3 separate regions of the Mus musculus genome follow, and all the other regions are linked to region 1. The links are chromatin contacts, called in public Hi-C and Micro-C maps. All regions are on one chromosome and are shown on one strand. Each heading gives the region's core, a stretch centred on a gene start, on an enhancer-like site or on the middle of the called end of the contact. The rest is flanking DNA. Distances are from core to core; before and after follow the strand shown.

Evidence for each region. Hi-C and Micro-C count contacts between places; a contact is called where the count stands out from the background.
Region 2: a contact with region 1 is called in a Micro-C map of stem cell-derived neurons, with 2.0 times the contacts expected there. The contact joins the enhancer-like site here to the promoter of Rhbdd1 in region 1. A contact is called at or near these places in 2 of 39 promoter capture datasets (the 3T3-L1 cell line and hippocampal neurons), 5 of 484 Hi-C or Micro-C datasets (MC3T3-E1-derived osteoblasts, nephron progenitors, neural stem cells and 2 more) and 3 of 115 datasets of contacts at active chromatin or transcription factors (astrocytes, extraembryonic endoderm stem cells and trophoblast stem cells).
Region 3: a contact with region 1 is called in a Hi-C map of uterus, with 2.2 times the contacts expected there. The contact joins the enhancer-like site here to the promoter of Rhbdd1 in region 1. A contact is called at or near these places in 1 of 39 promoter capture datasets (the 3T3-L1 cell line), 2 of 484 Hi-C or Micro-C datasets (the F1.1 cell line and uterus), 3 of 115 datasets of contacts at active chromatin or transcription factors (forebrain, neural progenitor cells and pancreatic cancer cells) and 1 of 9 other capture datasets (pancreatic islet).

What each region holds. Positions count from the first base shown.
Region 1 is chr1:82,315,262-82,318,149 of GRCm38.p6, reverse strand. Rhbdd1 (rhomboid domain containing 1) reads right to left here and starts at 1,571. Exons shown (of 7, transcript NM_029777.3): 1 at 1,502-1,571.
Region 2 is chr1:82,384,723-82,387,510 of GRCm38.p6, reverse strand. The region is part of intron 6 of Rhbdd1 (rhomboid domain containing 1); the gene reads right to left. Among named protein-coding and RNA genes, the nearest start is that of Gm46095, 14 kb to the right of the region's middle. Within about 2 kb of position 1,535, at least 54 of the 459 cell types and tissues checked have an H3K27ac peak or open chromatin away from gene starts, as enhancers often do. A contact at or near this core is called in astrocytes, neural stem cells, stem cell-derived neural progenitor cells and 1 more, where this site is marked.
Region 3 is chr1:82,415,483-82,418,360 of GRCm38.p6, reverse strand. The region is part of intron 6 of Rhbdd1 (rhomboid domain containing 1); the gene reads right to left. Among named protein-coding and RNA genes, the nearest start is that of Gm46095, 45 kb to the right of the region's middle. Within about 2 kb of position 1,585, at least 7 of the 459 cell types and tissues checked have an H3K27ac peak or open chromatin away from gene starts, as enhancers often do. A contact at or near this core is called in pancreatic cancer cells and uterus, where this site is marked.

The sequences.
Region 1 (2,888 bases), core at 322-2,821:
CTTTAAACCACCTTGGCACAATTTCTAATAGTTCATTTTCTAAAATACCACAATGTAAATAAAATTAGTGGCATAACGGACTGCTGTAACTTTCTCGCTTGATGTGGCTGTTTGCATAGGGTCTCATGATGTAGCTCTGACTGGACTCCAAACTTAGGATATCTCTTGCCTCAGCCTCCTGAGCATTGCTGTTACAGGTGTGAGACATCCATAACTATCCTGTATCTAAATTTTTACTATTCATAAGTAGTTGGGATAAAAGTCTTTGCAGCAGTCATAAAATCATGCACTCCAACTGCTCTCTAACCCTACACCTCGTCCTTCCTCCACGACCTGTGCGCTTTCTTCATGCAGGTCTAGTAACTTCTCTTGGAGTGTTTTGTATGGGTTATTGCTACCCACTTGTTTTCACATGTCAACACTTAGTACTATGAAGTCACAGTTAAATGATTCGGTCAAGATTCCAGATCTAGAAAATACCTCACCTTACTCTAACCTCATTATGTATAAAATTCCATAACGAGTGAGTACTTTTTACGCTGTTATTCGTCGAACTCAGTACCCGGAAGTGCTAGAATGGACCGAAAGGCTTGCTCAAAGGGGTATGACACTAAAATCTGTACTGCCAACAATTCCCTCAGAAGATGCTGTTGATGGAGAGCAAACCCAGGACCAAGGCAGGAGCACTTGCTCTCCTGGAATGTACCAGAACACTAGAAGATCCGAAGCAGAATCAGTAATAGAAGCAGGAAGAAGGTAAATGAGGTTAGGACGTTGGGATGAAAAGTAGAGGGGGAAAAAAAAAAAAAAACAAAAAACCTGGCACCATGCCCCCCCCCCCAAAGAAAACCTGGTGTCATGAAGCTACTGAAAGGGACTTTTATAAATGAGTCTGACAACTGAATCTTAACCGTGCAATAATTAGATATTACAGTTGTTATTGTTGTTGTTGTTGTTTTAAATAATGCCTGTTTTGGAAAAACGGAAAGGCATGTGTGAAAAGAGAAGAGGTGAAGTCCCTCGGGTGTATGTCTGTCCTCTATTCTGTGGTACAGACAGCCTTACAGAGGTTAGGATGGGTCTGTGTGTTTGAGACAGAAGTGGCCGCCCCCCCAACCACCTGCCACTGCAAGCTCTGTGCAAGCTGATGCAACTTCGCCTCAAACTTCCTGAAGTCGGAGGAACCTCGCAAAAGCCTATCCGGGCAGCCTAGATCTCCATGAGCCAGGGAAGCGGTACCGGTGCGACTGCCCCTGCGACCCCATCCCGGCCGGCCGGAGGGGAGAAGAAGACCCGGACCCGGCGGGCCGGCTCCTCCGCCCGGTCCCTAAGCAGCACTTCCGCCCAGCGGACCCTGGCTGGCCCCATAGCAGCGCTTCCGCCCGGCCCGCAGCGGCCCGGATCTCAGCCCCGGCCCCGCCATCCGTGGTCCCGGGAAGCCGCAACACACGCCGCACAAAAGCGATGCCATACACTCAGCTGAAGAGACGCGGAAACTCACTCTCTCTAAGACCCGCTTGCGTCCTCACGTACTCCCGCGCTCGTGCGTCACTACGTCTGGACGCCGAATCCGGAGACTCAACTTCCGGCACGGACGCCGATTCCGCAGGCTCCACTTCCGGCGGCCTAGGGAAAGGAGCGGCAGTCTGCGCATGCTCCGTGCTTCGTACTGCCTTTTCGGCTTCCTCTAGCTAATGCGTAGCGCTCATCCTATTCAACCCTTAGCAACAAGGGTGTCGGTGTGCTTTTACAGCCATAACTAACTAATAATCACTTACCACGCGCACAGCGCATGAGTCGCCTATGGCCAGCTCCCTCAAGGCCAAAGTTTCTTCCCGGTGCAGTGTAGTCTACCAAGTGGACGGTGGAGACAGTAGCTGTTCCCAATGGGCCTCAGGAGAGCTGCTTATCCCAGAAAGTAGGCCGGCGAAACAGGGCCACGGTGTACATTTCATTCCCCAAGCACAAACACGAGGCCACACTGCTTAGCCTGTTTACTGCTTTAAGGGCTCGTGAGAAAAGGTTTTTGTGACTTAGGTCGTTTGATGCAATTTTCTCCTTCTAACGTGGAACCAGTTTCATGGGCAGCTTCTTCTAAAGGCAATGCTGCATTTGTGTCCTACAAGAAAACGATGTTTGGTGTAATTATTTTTCTAGTAATTAGAGGAGAGCTCCACCTTTTCAAGGCATGAATTGGGTGCAGGTATATTTACCAAAAGGCTTAGTAGCCACGTCTAGTTAGCATATTAAAAACTTCCCAGTCCCCCAAAAGTTAATCTTCTATTGTATAACAGAAGAAATTCTCCTAAAAAATTTTCCCTTGTAGTTGGAATTTGAATGAAAATTTCCCACACTATTAGGAGATATAGATGAGAATTTCAAGTGACAAAATTCTTAGCAAATTCAAGAATGAATTCTTATAATTTAACCCCTTTCAGGTATAAAAAAAAGTGGGGGGGTATGTAAGTCCAAGACTGACATTGCGAAACTGCATTCCTGGAAATGGAACCCAAGTGAGTAGGGGGAACTAAATTGCATGTAGAAATATATCTCCTTAGGAAGAAAACATGAATGCAATTTCTCAAAAGGAGAGGTCTCTATTTGTTCTTCCCACCAATTCTATGCATCCATTCCATTAATATACTCTTGCTTTATATTCTCTGTCAGTCTACCCCTTTCTATACTTACACTGTTTTTGTTATTATCTTGTTTTTAAGTGCAGAAGTGACTTTAAAAGAGCCGCAAATCAAGTCTCAAATCAGTAATCTCAAAAAAAATGCAATTGTAAATAGACAGGGCTTAGGAATGTTCTTGGGGAGCAGGCTGTGATGGTGAACACTAATGACCCCACAGTTTGAAGGTAGAGACAGGAAGATTGGGAGTTCAAG
Region 2 (2,788 bases), core at 286-2,785, 69 kb before region 1:
TTATTGGTGTTCCAGCTGTACCTTTATTATCAACTTGCTCATTAGCATATAAATGGTGCCTTTCCATACATGGCAAGTGTGGGCTCAGAAAAATTATAAATTAATTCACATACAACTTTTCATGTCAATTTCCCAACATGTTTACATTGTTTATGGGACACTATAATGCTTTTAAATGGTGGTCCTAAATAGAAGCCTCCTACTTTCTAGAAGGAACCCACACAGAATTCTGATTTCTCTGTTACTCCTCTTCCATGGTCACAGATGAACAGTCATATGCAATACTTCTATTTCTTTACATGCACAATTTCACACCTAAACACGGTCTTAAAGGGAAAACTTTTGTCATTGAAATGAATACCCTGGACATGAAGAGAAGCGAGAAATAGCCAGTAATTTAAGGCAACCGTTGTTCTGCACTGAAATTGCTTTGAGACAATCTGGCAGATGGTACTTCTTTTTATTATTACAGGGAAGAAAGAAAGAAAGAAAAGCTAAGTGGTCATGCAGAATTAGCCTTAGCTATACATCTCTGTCCTAGCTGCAGTGCTCCAAAGCCAAGCAAGGCAGCAGCTGGAATTTGCATATGTTATAAATCACCAACTGCGTATGACTGAATTAAGCCAAGAAAGGCTCACATAGTCGCTCAGCTAAGATATTACCACTTTGTGTGTACTTATCAAAAGCAGGTCTTCCTCAAAGAGCTGTGTGTGTTTATCTCCCAGGAGTCCTTCATTTGTACAACAGGAGCCCTAACTTTCAAACACTCACCTCTCTATTCCACGGCACTTCCTGGCCATGCTTTCCTCCGACTGGAAATAACAAAACTATGAAATAACAGAACTGGACTGAGCAGTGGGGTGGGTCAACATCATCAAAGTGCTTCTGTAAATATGAGTATGTCACAGTGAAACCTTTTTTGTTTTTTTTTGCAGTAAATATAACTGATTTTAAAAGCACTGAATACAATTTAGTCCACCTTTCTTATAATTTCCCATACAATAAAATAATCAAGACAAACACTACCTTTATGTGCCTTCATGGTGCCACATAGAAAGGAGAAATTTGCAAGTTAACCACAACACCCCCCCACCCCATTTAAATCACACCTCAGCTGATCTCCTTGAATATATGGTTGGTAGAAACAGGACTCAAAGATATCAACAGCAAAAGCGCTAGATATTAATTGGGAGTCTATTTCTTTTCGGTCATGGCAGCCTGTCTCACTGTCAAGCCAAGGCTTTTGGAGTGCATTTTGCCTTGATTTCACATATGGCTAAGGAGCAGCCCAGCACACTGTCTGGTGTAGCGCTGCCCAATCTTCACAGGGCAGCCAGTGTGGATGTGGCCGTGTGCTTTTCAGAAACTTAACAGAAGATATGCACAAGCACCCCACACATCAGCAAGGGGTTCCAGATTTCACCAGCCCCAGGCCCTAGGTGGCAGACAAAAGTTGGAAAGGAGAGAAAGAACTCTGTGCCCAGTGCCAGCTGAACTTGGTGGCAGGCCATTAAAGAACAACAGTGGGGGAGGGGAGAAGAGATTAGAGAAGGCATGGGGTGGGGAGCAAACAAAAAACTCAGCGAGCTACTGTTCCTAGCAGGCGTCTGCCTTTTGACTCAGAGATGGCTCTTAACCAAGGCTTTCCTACTATGGTATGGTATCAGCTGCCTCCTGGACTCCTTTGTTAGTGCTGACTGCCAACAGGACAAGACAAAATTTCAGTTAATAGGGAATGAACTAGTTCTTGGAATAATAGCGATCTCTCTATTTCTTCTACAAAGGCTGCTTTGGCCGTGTTACTCCTGGCATGCACGTTAGGACTTGTAATTATGGCAGGGTACTGTTTGGAAATATTAGAAAACTCTAAGGTTAAAAAGTTGCTACTTTAATCCCATAACTTACCTTACAATGTGTTTAACTGAAGAATAGTATCAAACTAATGGTGTGGGTTTGTTATTCTTTCTCCCAACGAATTTCTCTTAGCTGGCTTTTTTTTTTTTAAACCCAAAACCAAATCACAACTACTAAACTAACATTCCTTATGGTAACAACAACTCATGAATCATAGAGAAATAAACAAGCACACAGCCTTTGGAACTACTGTTTCTAAAGTATCTTCAGTCAAAAAGTAAAAATAAACACAACGAATAATACGAAGCTTCTAAAGCAAACCCCTAAGGGGTGGTTGGCTCAGACCCCAGAGAAGGAGACACTACGTGGAATGCTGAGAAGTACACAGAACACCAGGCCTGCCCCAACAATAAACACAAGGGCCGGGCAGTCTAAACAGTAACTCTCCTCGGGTACAGACAAGAGCTGAGGAGTTAAACCACCAAACCCTAAGCCGAGAGTGGTATGTGGGAACTTGCTCACCGCCTCAGATTCTGCTGCCAGGAAGAACTCAGGAAGGGTAAAGCTGAAGACTGGGCAAGCGGGAGATCACAGAACCACGGGCACAGACACACTCCCTTTCAGACACTCCTAAGGGGCTTCAACTGGTCTCACAGAAGAGGAACCAGAGGAAGCAGCCCTGTCGCCTTAGTGACAAATGAAGAAGACATCGCCTGAAGGTGTGTATCTAACACCTCATAACCACTGTAAAGGACTTAACAGTAGTTATGTCATCTTCCTGCTAACACTGGCTAGTCCGAGTCTAACGAGCTCCTAATGTGACTGATTGATAATATTTAGTAGATAGAGAATAGAGAGACGCATCAAATGCCCCAGGAAGAAATAACCAGATAAAATGTAGACTTCTTACAGTTCAATGGGACTGGTGTTTGTG
Region 3 (2,878 bases), core at 336-2,835, 100 kb before region 1:
CTCAGGCTTTGGTCATTCGACAAGTATTTGCTAAGCACGTGCCTGGCCTTTCTCCTAGCTTTCCATCTGCAGGGACAGTGCTGGGGGACTTCGGGTGTTTGAAAGGATTGTGAAAATGCCTGAGACCTAAGTAATTAGCTGACTCCAAAGTAAAGAAGCTATAAAAATTATAAAGAGTATTCAATTAAATGATTATGAAAAGTACTATTTCAACAACTTATAATTCAGTTACACGGATGGTTACCTATGTTTCTATCCTATATATTTATACCCTAACTTTGTATTTAAAAACTAAGGGCAGGACTGTATAGGTTGTAGTACATTTGAAGGGATATGGAATAGGCTTATAAAACTTAAAGTCCTCAAAGACCCTCCAAGGTCAAGTATAAGGGACAGGACATGTATAACTCACACGGAGATTAGAGTTTGCTGGAGGCAGGCACCTGTCCATAGCCACAGCTGTGTTATGACATATCTGAGAAAGTATATCTCAACTCCCATGTGAACGCAAGAGAAGAACTATGGCACACAGAAAAGGTTTGAGGACAAACATCTAAAAAGCAGATGGAAGGACATCCCAGAGGCTGGCAGAGCCCAGGAGGCCATGTGTCAACTGCTTGACACCCTATCTCTGCAATAGGTGAAGCCTCTGGTGGAGGAACCTGATTGTCTGCACAGGGAGTCAGTATTGATCCAGAGCCCAGACACACAACCATGGCTTCTTTACTGCCTTGTGTGGTCAGCAGTGATCTTGACATACAGACCTTCACCTGGATGTTCAGGGACTGACGAAGCCTGGCCCATATCCCTGGCATCCAAAGACTTTCTTTTTAAAACTTCAAAAGAAGAAAAAGAAACCACTTTTCAATTAGCTCCAGACAAGGAGATCCCACTTTCTATTTTGCTCTGAGAGTAAGAAGCTGGGGATTGCTCCTAATTCAATTCTATTTCTCCCTTTTGTGGGCATTTTTATCAAACCCCTTAATCCTCCTGGCTGGCAATGGCACTAGGTAAAAGAGGAGAATGAACTCAATTTTGAAAAGAAAGGATCACGTGACAGAGCATAGAAATGGGCCTTAGGAGTCAATTTGATTTCATTCTTTGTCCTTTTTCACCCTCCCCCAAGTCCTCTTCCTTGTGCCCCTGTGGGGAGCAGGGTGGAGAGGGCTGGGACGGTGATATGAACACCCAGGGTACAGCACACAAAGTTGAAGAGGGATAACAGTCCTGCACACAGACACTGAATGCTGCAAATGTGCCATGTTAGTACACTAGACTTGCTGGGCTCAAGCCTTCCCTTCGCCATAAGATGTGTTGAGATGATGCACAGTGTGTCAAACAAGAAAACAAACTGAGAAAAATTAGCTTTGCAAAGGATGAAAACCTACTAAAAATACTTTTAAGAGACTTCAAACATTAAAATACATTTAACAAAATAACTTCTTAATGACTTAGCCAAAAAATGATTCAGGAACACATGGATTAAATTGCCTACAAAATACAGATGGCTTTCCAAACTAGGGGAGCGACTTGCATGGCAGACTCAGCTCAGCTCACAGGGAGCAGCCCTGGGAGAAAGAGTTCGGCCTGACCTCTCTCAGCTATGCCTTTCTCTGGTGTCTGTCAACTGGTCACAGCAGTCGTTACCTAAGCTTGGAGCAAGCTCCTTGCAAATGGTTTAACTCTTTTCCTATTTAGATGTTAGGCAAAGGATTCAATACTTCAAAGTATCAAAAATATAGTGTGCTTGCTTCTGTATTAAAAAGGGAATTTACCTTGTCTTAGGCCCAAAGCAAAAAGGCTTTACAATAACTGGATACAGATTGATACAAAGGTTTCTCATCCATCTTTAGTCATTAGGAAGTAACATTAGTCAAGAGAATGATAGCTTGTAGGTTTTTCTTTTTTTTTTTTTTTTTTTTTTTTTGGTTTTCCAAGACAGGGTTTCTCTGTATAGCCCTGGCTGTCCTGGAACTCACTCTGTAGACCAGGCTGGCCTCGAACTCAGAAATCCACCTGCCTCTGCTTCCCCAGTGCTGGGATTAAAGGCGTGCGCCACCCGACTAGCTTGTGGTTTTTAGCTTAATTGAAGATGTATATTTCAGACAAAGCTCGTTACAAGAAGCTCTGTTTTCCCATTAGCCCTTTCTTTACCACACCAAATTTCAGCTCACATCGACTCAACATCACCACCATCACTACTATAAAACATCATATTGTTTCTTGGTGAAAAGTTTTGACAAGCACGGAACCTATTTTTGGTTTTTGTTTGTTTGTTTGTTTTAGATGAGAAAATGGAGAACTGAAGGTCAGAGAAAGACTGTGTAGCAAACCCAGCCATTCCAAGTGCCCGCTGTCCTTTCCTGGTGAGGCATTTTTCACTGTTTGCTCTGGTTAGGTTTTAGTCATCCGGCTGCTACTGATGCCTCTGCCATTCTTCAAGGACCAGAACAAATACAAGTCAGGTGCTGCTGCATAGGTATGTGATGGGGTCGCTAAAGTCCACAACCAGTGACTTTCAAGGGAGATTATCTTGGGCCATCTGGACGGGCCTGAGTAAATCAGCTGAAAGGCCCAATAGGAGCAGCAGAAGACATTTTCTTACAGGCTCAATCCCTAGGCATGCCTCATCTTTAGCATGGTCTGCCTGCTCTTCTGAATGGCCTACCCTACAGAACATGGACTTGCTTTCTCAGTTCCCACAGCTGGATAAGCCAGCTGCTTGCCACTCCTGATCCCATCTCTCACTCTGTTTCCCGTTTGAACACTGACTGACACACAGGATAATGTTCCAGCAGTGTTTCTATAGTTATTTATAGTGTTCCCTACCCGTTTGCTGGTACTACAAACTTTTTTTGTTGTCATACTTGTACACTTA